Regions from separate parts of the Sus scrofa genome. Here region 2 is linked to region 1. The links are chromatin contacts, called in public HiChIP or PLAC-seq maps. All regions are on one chromosome and are shown on one strand. Each heading gives the region's core, a stretch centred on a gene start, on an enhancer-like site or on the middle of the called end of the contact. The rest is flanking DNA. Distances are from core to core; before and after follow the strand shown. Region 1 overlaps KLF7 (Kruppel like factor 7). Region 2 holds the start of KLF7 (Kruppel like factor 7).

What was found. HiChIP or PLAC-seq counts read pairs in DNA pulled down with a chosen protein or histone mark.
Region 2: a contact with region 1 is called in an H3K27ac HiChIP or PLAC-seq map of skeletal muscle. The contact joins the promoter of KLF7 here to the enhancer-like site in region 1. A contact is called at or near these places in 6 of 47 Hi-C or Micro-C datasets (brain, embryonic fibroblasts, heart right ventricle and 3 more) and 2 of 2 datasets of contacts at active chromatin or transcription factors (alveolar macrophages and skeletal muscle).

What each region holds. Positions count from the first base shown.
Region 1 is chr15:110,315,512-110,322,759 of Sscrofa11.1, reverse strand. The region is part of intron 2 of KLF7 (Kruppel like factor 7); the gene reads left to right. Among named protein-coding and RNA genes, the nearest start is that of KLF7, 60 kb to the left of the region's middle. Within about 2 kb of position 4,024, at least 8 of the 83 cell types and tissues checked have an H3K27ac peak or open chromatin away from gene starts, as enhancers often do. A contact at or near this core is called in alveolar macrophages, brain and skeletal muscle, where this site is marked.
Region 2 is chr15:110,374,896-110,382,143 of Sscrofa11.1, reverse strand. KLF7 (Kruppel like factor 7) reads left to right here and starts at 3,042. Exons shown (of 4, transcript NM_001097487.1): 1 at 3,042-3,337. The coding sequence starts at 3,236.

The sequences.
Region 1 (7,248 bases), core at 2,775-5,274:
GTATGAGGACCTGACTCACTTATATAAAGGAGGCCAACCCATTTAACTGATTTCAAGAGTATCTGCAGAGAGAATAAGCTTTCTACAGTCTATCCTATATATCTATCTGTTCACCTTTCTTCCTCCTTTTTCATCTGTGGCTATTGAGGTAGGTGAGTTGGTGACTGACCAGGGATTGGACCCTATATGTTCTTAAGGGTGGATGACCAGAGCAACCCATAGCGAGTTCCCTATGGAACCTAAGTCCAGCTTTGTCTTAAACAAGGCCTCCTTGGCAGATTTTCTTCCTTTTCGGACCCTGCATCTTTTTCTTTCTTCCCTTCAAAAGTTATCTGCATTGATTAGACTCCTTTTATTTTGTTTGCAAGATAAAATGCATTTATAACTTAAAAGTTATTTTATATGATAAATCATCTGGTATTAGCAGACACACTTTAGGCTTCTTTTGTCGTTTCTGCCTTCAGAATGTATCCTCTCTCCATGACATTAAATTGATGTTTAATTTATGGAATTCAGTAAAGTGAAACAGTATTATGCATACTGTTTCCAAGCAAACAGTGTAAAATTTTTAAAAATCCCAAATTTGTTAGGATAGAATAGTTTCAGCCTTTTCAGTAGCTGTGCTAAAGTTAAGAAAAGCCATCAGTCTTTTTGTTGTGGGCAGGAAGCCAGAAGCCATCCTGGATTGAGAAAGTCCTTTTCCTTCGTGAAAGAGTATTGCCCAGTGAAGTGTGTTAAGATGTCTCATGTCTTCTTCTGGGGCCCTTGCTGTTTTCATAGGAGGGAAATTTTGTAGGAAGGACTATATATTGTTCCAATATTGAAGCCACTGTTTAATGAGAGCAGTTCTAGGGGTCTCATGGATGCTGAATTGTAGAATTAATATAATCTGTGCCCTGATGACGAGAACTCAGGAAAAAAGGCTGACACCAGTACATATTCGGGTATACAAGGGAGCAATATGAAGTAGGAATTATTTCAGAATAACTGTAGTGGTCATGTTTAAATGTTTTCTATCCTCATTTTGTATGTTCATGTGGTTTAATATCACCTCCTGGGGGTTAAGGATCCAGCGTTGCCGTGGCTGCGGCGTAGGTCACAGATGCAGCTCGGATCTAGCATTGCTGCAGCTATGGCATAGGCTGGCGGCTACAGCACAGATTCGACCCTTAGCCTGGGAACCTCCATATGCCGTGGGTGCCACCCTAAAAAGACAAAAAGACAAAAAAAAAAAAAATCACTCACTGGAATTCATTACTGTGATTATGAACTTACATGGTGTTTGAATCCCCTTACTGCTGTGTACACACTCTTCACTTGTACTCAGCTTCTCTTGTAGGAGGGAAATAATGATTCCTCATATTGAATTCTCAATTGGTCATGAGCCTGTTGAAACTAGTATCGGTATTTTAAAAAGAGCAACAAAAGATACATCTCCCTTCTCTGATATAGGTAATAAGACATTTTATGTTCCTAGTGTTCAGGAGAGAGTATCAGAAAATCAATATGAATAAATTCAAGTACACAGAGGATTCAACCTATTTGAAAATGTAGTGTATGGCAGAATGACGGTATGCATTATTAAATATTTTTTACTTCCCTCACATGTAAATATTAGCATGAAGAAAAGGTACCATAGGCTCCTTACAAATTTAGTCAGAAGGCGATTTGCTGGCTTTTTTGTGTTTTTTTTTTTTTTTCTTCATTCTTTGTTGTTGTTGTTTAGTGTCTCAAGGCTTATAGCTAATCTGAATTTGAAACTAAATACTGTCATTACAGAAGATTTTTTTTCTGAGTTCTTCCAATTTCTCTGGGGACAAAATAATGGCTGCTTGAAGCAGTGGAGAAACAGTAATTAGGGCAAATAGTAATACTGTGCATGATTGAAGAAAATGTGAGGAAGGGAGGGAGAAAATGCAACAGACAGACTTGTACAGCCTGTTACTAGGAAACCACATCAGCATTAAATACAGTGTGCTAATTGGCTATCCTGTTTCTGCCTGGGTACCAGCCTGGGCCTGCTACACAGCTGTTTCTGCTCTTTCTGGTTGCTAGGTAACTGCATCAATTTTTTTTTCCCCCTCTTTGTATTCTGGAGGCTAATTGGCTACTTCTGCTCCTGGTGTTGCTGCTGGGTACCAGTCTGGGCCTGCTGCTCTGCTGTTTTCCAAAGGGATTTAATGGGGGGAGGGGAGGAAAAAGGGAAAGGAAGATATGCCGGCAATTAATGGAGCGTAAGTGCAAATTCTACACAATGTCTGGCACCTGCGTCCCCTCAGCCTGCTTTCTCAACTAAATCCTTTAGCTATGAAAACACATTAGAATCTTCAAGTCTTTCTTCTCCCTGCTTACCTTTTGAATATAGTTTAAAAGAAACAAGATATTTGAAGGCATTACTTCAATGATGGATTTGATCTTCTTAAGAAAGAACTGGCAAATTATTACACATCTGTAGCTGATATGGACACTAATAGAATTTGTGCAGACATTAAAATTTCTAACTTAATAACAAAGCAGCATCTTTAACATCTTAAGGAGAATGCCATTTTATCTCTCAAATGGACCAAATTCTCTTGTAGCCATTCTTCTTGATACCATACAGAGTATAAAGAAATCAAATGGACTTAAAAGCAATTATGAGATTTTCCCAGCTGTTTTATTCATTAAGAAGAAGTAAAGGGAAGCATCTAGACCGTTGAATTTCCATTATGGATTTCATTCCTCGGATGTGTGTAGCACATGTCCTAAGTACTTTTTTGGTGATACCATCGCATTTTTACATAGAAATAAGCATCTGATTTTTTGCTTGCACATCTGATTTTTCTTTCCTTATAGCAAACAAGAAAATGGAGTACAACATAAACCTAAAACCAGTTTTTGTGATTTTTTTTAAAGCATAATTACTTTCCATATTATTCTATTTCCTAAGTAGAGGTTTCCATTTCATCATTATTGAAATTCTTCCTGGAAGTGTGGGGAGGAAGATTCTTCAGAAATGAACTGATGCTTCAAGGAGTTTGCACTTGAAATGGTTGAGAAAGTGTATGTAAATTGAGGCCCCTGGAAGAGCCAACTTCATCCCCCTGGGAAAAAAGCCTGTTTTATTGAGAAAAACTAAGAGCATGTTGTGTGACTGTGCACAGAAATAGTTAGCAAAGGCAACTCTTACTTGATGCTAATGGCTGGTAGTGGTTTCCCATACTAATGAGATCTGTCCTCCTCGATCGAAAGTAAAACAGGAGAAGCTCTCTTCTGAGCCACAGCCCTGCCAGTAGTAAGGAGATCAGATCAAGCCCTATGGAATCATTGCTGCTTCAAGTATCCTTAAAATAGGTAGAAGGCTTCAAACCAGGCTAGGATGATGGAATGAAGAATGCAGTATTCCACAGATCTTAAGGAAACCAGCTAGCCATTAGTAGTGATTGAACTCCAGATGAAAACCTCGTTATCAGAGGATAACTACAGAGCAGGTATGCATAGATATTATTTCTCTGTCTAATAAAAGGACCCGTTGTTAATCTTTTTGAAATATCATGGGTCAACTGAGTACCATGCTGTCAACTGAAGCAGGATATGGAGCACAAACCCAAGGAAATCCCAGCTGTTTTTGTCCATTGCTCCTCACTCATCGATTGGATGTGGTTACGTAGCTTCATTTTGATTCTGATGAGACCTGAGAAGCCCAAGGCACGGGTCTTGGAAGGCGGAAGCTGTCACGGTTTGCCCCAGCCGTAAACAAACACCAGTACCCACTTTCCTAGCTTCCCGCATTCCTGCTCTTCAGGTGGGCAGATTTTTATTCTTTGTATGTGTCCACCTTTAAAGCAATGGTGAGAGTGTCAGCATGCTCTGGGGGCTAAGGAAAGGAGGTGTTTCACGAAGCTGCTTCAAACGTTCAATTCTCTTCAGGCACAAAAGGCCTGCTTTGCTAATTCTCATCTGCACACAACATTGCTACTGCTTGTGTGAGGTCCATCCACTGACAAACCTGGAAAAGAGAAGTCTGGCGGCTGCCAGGAGCCTAGCAGGACTGCTGCTAACCCATGGCATGCCTTTGTGCAAATGAAAAAAACCACTCCCCTTCCTTAGGGGCAGAGGCAGCCGTGTGCTTGAGAGGCAGGGCTGGATTCGGCCCCCTCAGCCCTTCAGCTGGACACCCTGTGCTCACAACCTCACGTGGCCGCCTGCACCCCAGGGGAGCTGATCTGCTCAGCGGGCCTTGCCTGACCCTTCAAGAACTTGAGAAGCTAATGAGGTCTGGCAGGAACATGAAAGTCGTGTGACTGTTCCAGGGAGGCGTTGGGACCTCCTTTCGATGGCTAAAGAGGCCAGCCATTGTGTGTGAGAGCAAACCTTTTAGCCCAGCTCTTTGCACATGTGACATCATTAGGTGCCTAATGCAGTGGTTCCCAACCTGGGCCCATTTTCTCCCTCGGGGGACCTTTGGCGATGTCTGGAGATATTTTGGGTTGTCGCCTTTTGGAGGAGGGGTTGCTACTGGCATCTGGCAAGTGGAGGGCAGGGATACTGGCAAACATGCTACAGTACACAGGGCAGCCTCCACAGCCGAGAACCATCCAGCCCCAAATGGCCAGGATTGAGAAAGCCTGGCCTAACGCAACCCAAGCCATCTTTCATTTCATCTCTTTGGGTTACTCTTGCACCACTTGCCAAATGTTTCCTCATCCTTTTAAGACTACTGACCAAGTGCTGCCTTCCCTTTTGTGCTCTTTGAAAAATTGACTAAGTATCACTATTGTATAATTTATTTTTTCTGTCTGGTAGACAATTTGCTGTACCCACCCCCACCCCCAGCTCCCTTTGCTTTCTAGAATTAACATTCATGCTTATAGCTCCTCTCAAATGACATCCCCTCCCCTCTTGCTGTAGGCTCCTGACCTGTAATAATTTGCGATTTCGCTGAGGCAGGGATTTAAATCGCATGGGCCGCCAGGCTGATAGGTGGGAGAGAGGCTTTTAGCCAGGAAATGGGTCTAGCTGACCAGGCACTAACGATCATTTTCTACCTGTCCTCTCACGTACAGCAGCCTCGCCAAATTATAACAATGGTTTTCTTATTATCAAACAGAAGGTTGACTGTTAGGGCACAAATAAGTTTGGGAATAAGTGTTTTCAGTCGGAAAATAGAACTTGCATGTGGAAACCTGTATTGCACTAGTATGTGCTTCCTCAGTCCGTTTCCTCATTCATGGTCAGGTTCTCACCAGCACCTGGAGGAGAGTACCCTGATGCATTTTGAGTTCTCAGGGAGGAAGGTGCTACCTCAGGTAAAAAGATTTTAAGTGGCATTATCTGCCAGACACGTACTTTCTGCTTGCATTTTGTCAGGAGATGTGAATTATGCATTGGCCCTTTCAACTGCATTCACATGCATAGAAAATAACTTTGTCAGACGTGTCATCCCCAGATACAATGGACAATATGCTATTATAATTGTGTGGAGATAATACTGCTGACATTATTCCTCTCATACATGTGAATGTGGCTGTAGGGAGGACGTGACATCTGTGTCTTTCACACAGATTAGCTTATCCCTTGCCACTTGGAGAGATTGTGATTAGTGAGCTGGCCTCCTGGGGTCATGGTAAGTGTCATGTTTGGGATCACAGTTGTTATCAGACCTTAGTTTTAGGTCCAGTAGGGAATTAGTAATATTTATCTTGATGACCTGAAGAGGCAATGGTTATTTAGTCAGCTCCCCGGAGCAGATGTGCTAAAGAAAGGGTAGGCTGAGGCATTCCTACTCAGATTGGCCTTGGGAATGAGAAGGGAGTTGGGGACCAAACCTGGGAGTGGCTGCCTCCACATTATTGCTTGATCCAAAGACATAAGCAATAATGATATCACTTGTATTGATTGTCACCAAGAGCTTTCACATTCCTCATTGTATTTACCTCTCACCTGTGGGGTAAATCTTTTATGATTCCCATTTTATAGATAAGGAAACAGGCCCTGACAATGATTTTCAAATGTTTCTGTTCTGAACCGTAGTGCCTAACCCATTCTGTTTGTCCTTTAGAAATCAGTTGTTATTGGGGGGCGGTGTTAAATTCAAATAGAATATAAATGAATTTAGCTGTGTTTTTGGCTCAACAAAAAAAAATGGCTTAATAAGTTGCCATCCTACTTATACACATGCTAAGTAACAAGTGAGTTGTTACCATATTGTCCTATATGACAGCAAGTTTAGAACAGCTAAGAAAAAGGAATGATTGTCTTATCTATGTTCTATTTTGATTGAACTTAAGAGTATTTGATCTTGTTTTTTTCCCCCCATTTTAAAAAAGAAAGCTAGTTTTGAAGATGCCAACAAATGCAAGGCATTGATTCTCGAAATGATAGCTCAGTCCTAGTGCGTTTGCATATTTTAGAAACTTTATGAAGAGAAATCATAAATAGAAACTTCTCCCTGACCCCTTAAAAGAATACACTTTGGCAGTCCTTTTTTCCTTACAAAACCAGAAAATCCAAATGGAGGCGCCTTAGAGAAAAGTGGGAGGAGCTACGGCTGTGTGGATCTTGACGTTGCCGTCTTGCACGTTGCTGTCTTAGGTATACCAGAGCTTTGCTTGCAGAGTTCGAACAAATAAACCTTTCATACATCCTTCCCACTACTGTCATTGCTCTTATTTTTATTTGTATGATACCTGTGGAGTTAAAAATAATCCTATTTATCCCTCTTTTGCCCCACTTTTTGGAGGCTATTTATGGCTGTGTTAAATGTCTTCAGGAGAAAAACGCTTGATCGATACAGGAATTATAAATCCCTAGTGGGCAAAGATCCAAACTCAGGTGAAGATTGTGCTGCTGTGTGCAGCCACCTCCCCTCTGTAGTCACAAAAGCACACGGTGAGGGAGAGCTGCTTTCCAGCATTCTGCGCACAGGACCTACAGGAACCTCCGAGTGACAGGCATTCTTGCATTGTCTTGTGGAGATCTAAAGGAAGAAAAAGGTTTTAACACCAAAGACAAAATCCTGAAAGGTGGAAGGAACAGCACACATGACCCCTGAGGGCTCCACTTTTTGAGGCTTGTTTGCCTATAGATTTTTCCTTTATCTGATCCTGGGTTCCTGTGCATGTTGATATTTTTAAATATACTCCCCCCTTTTATTTATTCTACCTGCCAAAGAAATAACCTTAATAAATGGTTGGAACGGGCAGGCTCTCATCCTCACTGGATGGGAGCCTCTTGCTTGCTTAGAATTTGCTGCTAAGCATCAGAATG
Region 2 (7,248 bases), core at 1,793-4,292, 60 kb before region 1:
AAGAAAGCAAGTCTTCACCTTGCAGAGAGCCCTATGCAGAGCACAATTGTGGAAGTCAGATGCTCTAGGGTTTAAACCCCTGTTTGACTGCTTCCTGGTTGTGTGACTTTGACGAGCTTAATATTTCCAAGCCTGGGTATCTTCATCTGTAAAGCTGGGGACAATTTGTTGGGGTTGTCATGAGGACAAAATAAGACATTGCGTACAAAATGTTTATGTTATGTGCCCACACAGTTTGGCACATTGTGCTTAATAAATTATATCTATTATTTATGAGATTTTCAAATTCATAAGTTAACAGGTATATAAATATACTGTTCAAAATGTTAATAGTGTAACACAAAAACAAAAAAATAAGTTAACTTGAATCTCAAACATCAAATTATATTCTTTTGTCTTGCTTTGCTTTTGCCTCGAGTTTCCTACATTGAAGTTTCTTTCCTTCCGCTATTACTCACAAGCATGACTCCTGCCCCAGTACTTCTCAATGGCCTCCTCCCTGTCCTCACACACAATCAGAATAGCGTGTCGAGGGGGAGAAGGGGAAACTATTCCAAATTGGCAAGACATTTCTATCTCCTTCTTCTAAGACTGGTACATCACCCCCATGGGTTTGATTAGTTTAGATATTAATTTACTTAAAGCCAGGAGATTGTGGTGGCTAACATTTAGAACTTAGCTAATAGTACCAAATACTATGCTAGGTGAGTTACAAACATTATTTTATAACATTTTGATTGTTCATAATAACCAGGCAAGGCAGATACCACTATTCCTGTTTCTGAGATGCACAGCCCAGAGGGTTTGAGCCAGTAATTTTCTTAAAGTCTCATGGCTAGGAAGTGGCAGTAGGGATGACCATAAGGAGCAAGTTAACACATTCATTGGGATGTGATGGCTCTAAGTGCTTTTCTACCTCTGGGAAAGGCCCAGGCAGTCTTCTCATATACTGGCAGTTATATGTGTGCTATCGTAATACCACCTTATTCATGTAGGACTTTTAACCTTTTTATACCATTTATCCCCTGGCACCATGAATATGTATGTATAATACTAAATGCACCAAGATCTGTGTAGTCCATGCACATACATTTACAGTAAATTCACAATTATACAGGTAGATCTGACCAACAGAATCCCAGACATCAGAAAGTAAATAAACTAGATTGTCCTCAACTCAATAATTCCTGTTTAATTTCCCCTGACAAATACTGAATTTCAAATGGTGTTTGTTCTATAAAACAGAATCTTTCAAATATTGAGATATGGAGTTCCACATAGTAAGAAGGCGAGACAGCTGAGAAGGGTGATTAAGGTGGATATGTTTCTTCCACTGCAGGGTGAATTAAGTTTCTCATCTCTGAAGAAATACCAAATTCTGCAATCATTCCAGAAGTGGAAGTTCAGCTCTCAGTGCATTTTGGGGAAGCTTGAACGACTAACCACTTAAGGTCAAGCAAACAACTGTTCAACCCCAACAACGTGCGTAGTGCAAGGGTTTCACCTAAGAGACAACAGGGTCTCTATAGATAAAACTCTATATGATAGCTTCAGAAAGTAATTCGGTTCCTCTCCTCTCACCACCGCACTTTGGGCAGGTAGACATCCTCTCTCCAAGCCACATGGGGAGCCTTGCCTTTAACACCAGAGCAAGTTGCCAGCTCCAGCCTGCACCCCACGTCCACCCAGCTTCCCTCTATTGTCTTTAACACACTCCAGTAAAGTGTCCCCTTCCAGTCAGCGCTAACTGGGGGTCTGACCCCGGCTGCATTCCCCCTTCACGGGGTCAGAAGGCAGGACAGGCTGGGGGGCGGGGGGCGCACCGCGGCGCCAAGGGGCGTGGGGGGCGGGGACTGCGTGCGGGCGCGGGGCGGGCACAGGCTGCTCTCTGCGCTCCGCTCCCCTTTGTTCTGCTCCATTGTGAGCGGCACTTTCTCCTCTGGCGCTTCTTCTCTGCACCCTGGCAGCCTGTGGGGAATTCGTGAAGGGGCTTTTGGTGACTTTTTCTTTCCCGCCCCCCACGCCGGTTTATCTTTTAGGAAGTGAGGAAGTCCTTTGCGCTGCCCCTCCCTCGCGGTTCCCCGCCCCCGGGCCTAGGAGGTAGGTGGAGTGGGAAGTGGCCGGCCCTCCTCCCCACGCTGGCTTCTCAGTCCCCCGCCCCGCTCCTCCTCCAGGAGGCATCTTAACCCAGCGTTCTGGACTTTCACCTCCTGACCGGCCGCGTCCACGCCAGAACGGCAACATGCGACCCTTTCCCTTCTCAGGGGAACCGGCTCCGAACGCCCTGGCTCCGCTAGGCACCAAAGCGAGGGTCGGAGGCCGGCGTGCAGCCCGATCCCGGCCGCCTCGGCGTCCCCGGAGCCAGCGCAAGTGTCGCCGCGACCCTCCCCGTCCCTCGCGCTCGTGTTACCCGGCAGCCCGGCGGCAGCCTCAGCCCCCTTATATAGCCCTCTAAAAATAGCTCGCCTCGCACCGCCTTGTAAGGCAGCAGGGAGATCCGCAGCGCGCCAATCCAAGCCCGTCGCCAGGACCAAGCCCCGCCCCAGGCCTCGCTTCGTGCTCCCCATTGGTCTTCAGTGACTTCATGAGCCCCCTGTTTACCTTACATGGTCACACGCGGCCTAATGGACGCCCTCCTCCGAGATCCCACGGCTGCGCGGAGAGCCGGGCGGAGGGAGGGAGTTTGGGGAGGGGGAAGAGCAGGAGGAGGAGAAAAGGAGGGGGGGAAGACTACAAACTAGCAAGGATGGGGTGGGGGGTGGGGAGGAAGGAAAGGGGGGGAGAGAAGCGATCGCGAGAAAAAAAAAATGCAACCTCCCAAAATAAAGAGCAAAGATTGCATTAGGAGCGAACAGCGCTGCAGAAATAGATGGCAGCTTCGTGTCAGTGAGTTTGCATCCCCCTTCCTGATCCACGAGCTGGAGTGATTAGAGCCCTGGAAGGGAATTGTTACTCCCGTGGAGAAGTCCCCTTTTCCTGGCAGCCGTCTGCACTGTACACGCTGGATGCCTCTTTCCATCCGCCCCACTCAGTCTCTCCTTTCTCACCTCCTCTCTCCCTCTCTCCTGCATTGATTTTTTTTTTTTTTCCTTTTTAGTTGACTGAAACAAAACAAAACAAAAGGGCCACTGGATGTCTGCCTTCTTGGGGGGTGAGCCAGACAGACTGACAAACAAACAGACCCAACTGTGTTCGGGGGAGGGTTTCTCCTCCCGTTTTGCCCGGCAGCAGCAGCATGGACGTGTTGGCTAGTTATAGTATATTCCAGGAGCTACAACTTGTCCACGACACCGGCTACTTCTCAGCTTTGCCATCCCTGGAGGAGACCTGGCAGCAGGTGAATGATTTAAATTACTTGTGTAAATCGTGTGGCGGCGGCGGAGGCGCAGGGGCTGCGTTGGTGTGGGCTTGGGGTTGAATTTTGTGTTGTTGTTGTTTATTTTTTTCCCCCTTTTTGGCTGTTTGTTATTTAAAATGTTTTCGGAAACAGTCATCTGCTTACCTCTCCACCCACCCCCTAACCCCTTAGTGTGCCGAGCTGAGCAGCCGGTCTGAGCTGCCTGCGTTTCAGTCGCCAACACGCATCCTTGCGCACACGTTGTCGAGCTCAGTGTCCCCCAGCAGAGACCTCCCTAACTTCTGGGGTTCGGAGGAGAGGGTTGGGAAGGTGGTTTGGGTTACAAGTCGTCGGTGACAGGTACCGCTTCCCTATATGCAGGAGCTCTACCTACTTGAATCTTGAACCTTAAATCAGGTTCATCTCTTTCAACTGTGCTAACGACCGTCAGGTGGAGGGGAGGCGGTAGGAGCAAAGCGGAGTGTTTTCCCAGTAATTAGGGAGTATCTGTAAAGAATAGAAACTTGATTTTGAGATTAGAAGGTGGGCAGAAAGAAGAGGAGCCCAGTGATAAGAGATACTTGAGGATATTTCCGAGGAGGACTGGAAGATGTTATCTGTCTAATGCTGAACGTGCATTGTAGGTCTTTCCAGTGCAACGTCTTCAGAAAGAGAACACCTTCTCTATGTGTGTCCTTGCTTCTCTTTTTTTGGAGGGGTCCCTCTCCACTTGGCACAACCTCTGACAAAGGGTGATGTGTACTTCCATGCCTCTGACTTTGTCTTAGAGGACTAGTTAAGAAACTCCTAAGATGCTGAAGGGCACTGATGCCAAGTTGGCTGGGTGTCCCAGTAAGGGGGAAGTGGGGCTGGTGACAAGTTCCCTGGGCTTTGTGAAGTGGAATAAAGAAAGTGCTGGTCAGTGGAAAGTGCTAGATCTGCTGCGGAAATGGTGGTTTTCTCAGTAAGGATTAGGAGCTGCTGAGGGGACATTAAATGCAGGAAAGATGGTGGATGGGGGAGTGGAGGAACACGAGTAGTCTTTCAAAATTCTGCAGTGTGCATCATGGAAAGTCCAAGAAGACGGTTTGAATTTGCACATTGGAAGTGCGAACCTGCATGGTCCGCCTTGGAAAAACGTGCTTGCCCTTGAGGAGGGGCTGCAAGAAGCTTGGTGTGTGGCTGCTCGTGTAACTTCTCCGCTCCGTGACAGCAGCTTGTTAAGGCTAATGAACGGCTGAATTTCCTCTGCCAGTATCCAAAGCGGGATTTGCCAGCTTGAGCCTAGGATGTAACAGTAGCTGCTTTAGGGAGAGAGGTTTGGCTTTTGGTGTAAGGAGCCAATCCTCTCTCTGTACCATTGTTACTAGTTGCTATTCTCCCTTCTGATCTGAGGCTATGAGTTTCTCCAGGTACTGGCCTCCGGTGTCTCTGCGTCCACACATGCATTCCTGCCCAAGGATGCTGGCTGATGGATTTGACCATCTCCCTCTAAATGCACACACAGCTCAAGCGTTTTTAACATAAGGCATTTCTTCAGTGTATCCTTTCCCTCATCCTTAAGGAGACTATCTCACCAAGGGTCTCACTAGAGCTTTTTCGTTCTTTTATTTCACATGCTAATTAAACCAAAAGGTGGCCAGAATTTCATTTTCTGAAATAGTCTTCATTTCACACTGTCAGCCCACTGGTGTCGAATCCGTTTCCTATTAACAACTGTCTAGACAGGTTAGGGAAGAGAATCTGTTGATTTAGTCAGCCTGCCCAAGGCAGCCCTTGTTTGTGACCAACTGTTAAGCAGTGTTGGAGGGAAGAAAGTTGGCTTTATTTGTTACAACGTTCCCTCCTGATGAATCACCCAACTTTGTTTTGGTTCAAGTTTTCACAGTAGTAAAGCCTGCTTTGGGGAAGGCCTCTCCAGACAAAACCTGCTTTTCTAGATCTGGTTAGACCATCCATGAGAAAGTCTAGATCTGTAAAGAAGCATCACTCTTTTGCTAATTAGAGGATGTATTAGATCTATTGTTTCCTCAGAAGCCTTCTCTGCTTTTCTCTTCCTCCCCTCTTCATCTCACCCCCTTCAAGGAACCTTTAGCTTAGTTTCTGTCTGTAGGCAAAGGACTTTTCACTCTCCCTGCACTTCCCTCCTTCTTTCTTGCCTGAATCCTTTCCAACTGCCAGCTACCCTCACCTTAAAACCCTTTGCCAAGCTCTTTCAGAGGCAGGCCCCTGTTTCCTGCTGAAACAGAACTTGTGAGGACACAGCCCTAAATGAGATATCACTCCAAGGAACCTTCTTCTCTGGACTCTGTAGTCACAAATGCTTTCTGTAAAGGTGACTAGGGCTTTTAAGTTCATGTCGATGACATAACCTCCAACCTCTATCTCTTCCTTCCTCCCTCTCCCTGCCCCCTTCCCTCTTCTGAGTAAAGGAGAGGAGTGTGGTTATATGCAGTCGTTGGTTCCAAATCAGCCATCAGATGGTGAAATTTTAAGGCTACTCTGCTCAGATCGGCTCAAGAAGGTTGCTGCAAAGAACCCCAGGCAGGAGGAAGTTTCCTCATGCTCTGGGGTAATCAGATTTTAGAGGTCAAATGAGGAGCAATCATTGGATGTACTTCTGAAAGTGAACAGTGTACCTTGAGGAGATGAGCGAAATACAGAGATTCCAATAATCTGATTTGGTTCGTAAGAAAGAGTGGCTTGGATGATAAATCCAAGAACATCTGTGCATTTGAAAATTGAGGATGGACTATTTGAAGATTTTACTTTACACTTTCATCTGAGATAATTGTCTTGCTTAATAGTCAGCGAGCTTGTCATGGCCCTCCTTCTCAGGGGTCATCATTTTGACATTGGAATTTCAGGCGATAATGTCTTAGGCACATACAGCTCCAACTCTGAACATCATTGCCGGTGTAATTTTAAAATCCAGATGGACATCCTGCATTAACAGCTCTCCATTCCTGGGCTCTGACTGCATACTTAAGCACTTGGCCCAAGTAACATCATCCTGCCTGTCATATAACTGTAAATTACACTGTGCTTATGTGGTCTATTATTTTATGGAATTCAGCTGACGCACAACTCTGAAGGCTACCAGCCTTAGGCTCTTTGAAAACTTGCAGGAAAATTTCCAAGAGCTGTATGAGCAAAAGTGGGAAAAAGTCAAGGGTAGGACGGAAGCTATAGTAGCATATAGGGTACCACTTGATGATGGCTAAAGGGGGACCTGTTCACGAATTTTGTTGCCATTAGAAATCATTTTTCTGGACCCTCTGCTGACTTGGAAAATAAAAGATTTGGTACAATACTGTTGGTTGTTTTTTCTTTGGGAAGCTACAAAGACTTTTAGAATTTGCATACACTTTTTATCCCTAGGCTACTGTTTCATGATTTCCAGTCAAGTAATGATATTTTAAGTCTTATTTGCACTTAGCTTTGCTTCATGCCATTGAGAAGCATGGTATGTTTACTTGAAAACTCTTATGGAATTATGCTTGTTGGTAATGCTGATTCATAATTGGCAGATGGGGTCAGCTTCAGGCCTCCCTTTTGCTCAGAGAAAATTTTCCACTGCTACTGGAAACAAATAAATAAATCATAGAACATTCCTCCCTCCTCCTCCATTCCCCGATTGTTTTAAACTAATGGCATACTTGGCTACTGTAAGAACGACACCCGTCCCAGTAACACCACAATTTCATCTTGGTTTCAGGCACCATGAAACACTTTTTTACAAGGGCCTTTGGTATGAAGCATCTCTGGGGGACAACCTACAAAAATGGTTGCCTTCATGGAGCTAGGGATGGGATTTGATGTGTGAGTTTCATTGCTTCTCCCTCTATATGGGGATAGTGCCTTTGCCTTGCCTTCCACAGGCCTGAGCAGTCAGGGGCTGCCTCAGCCAG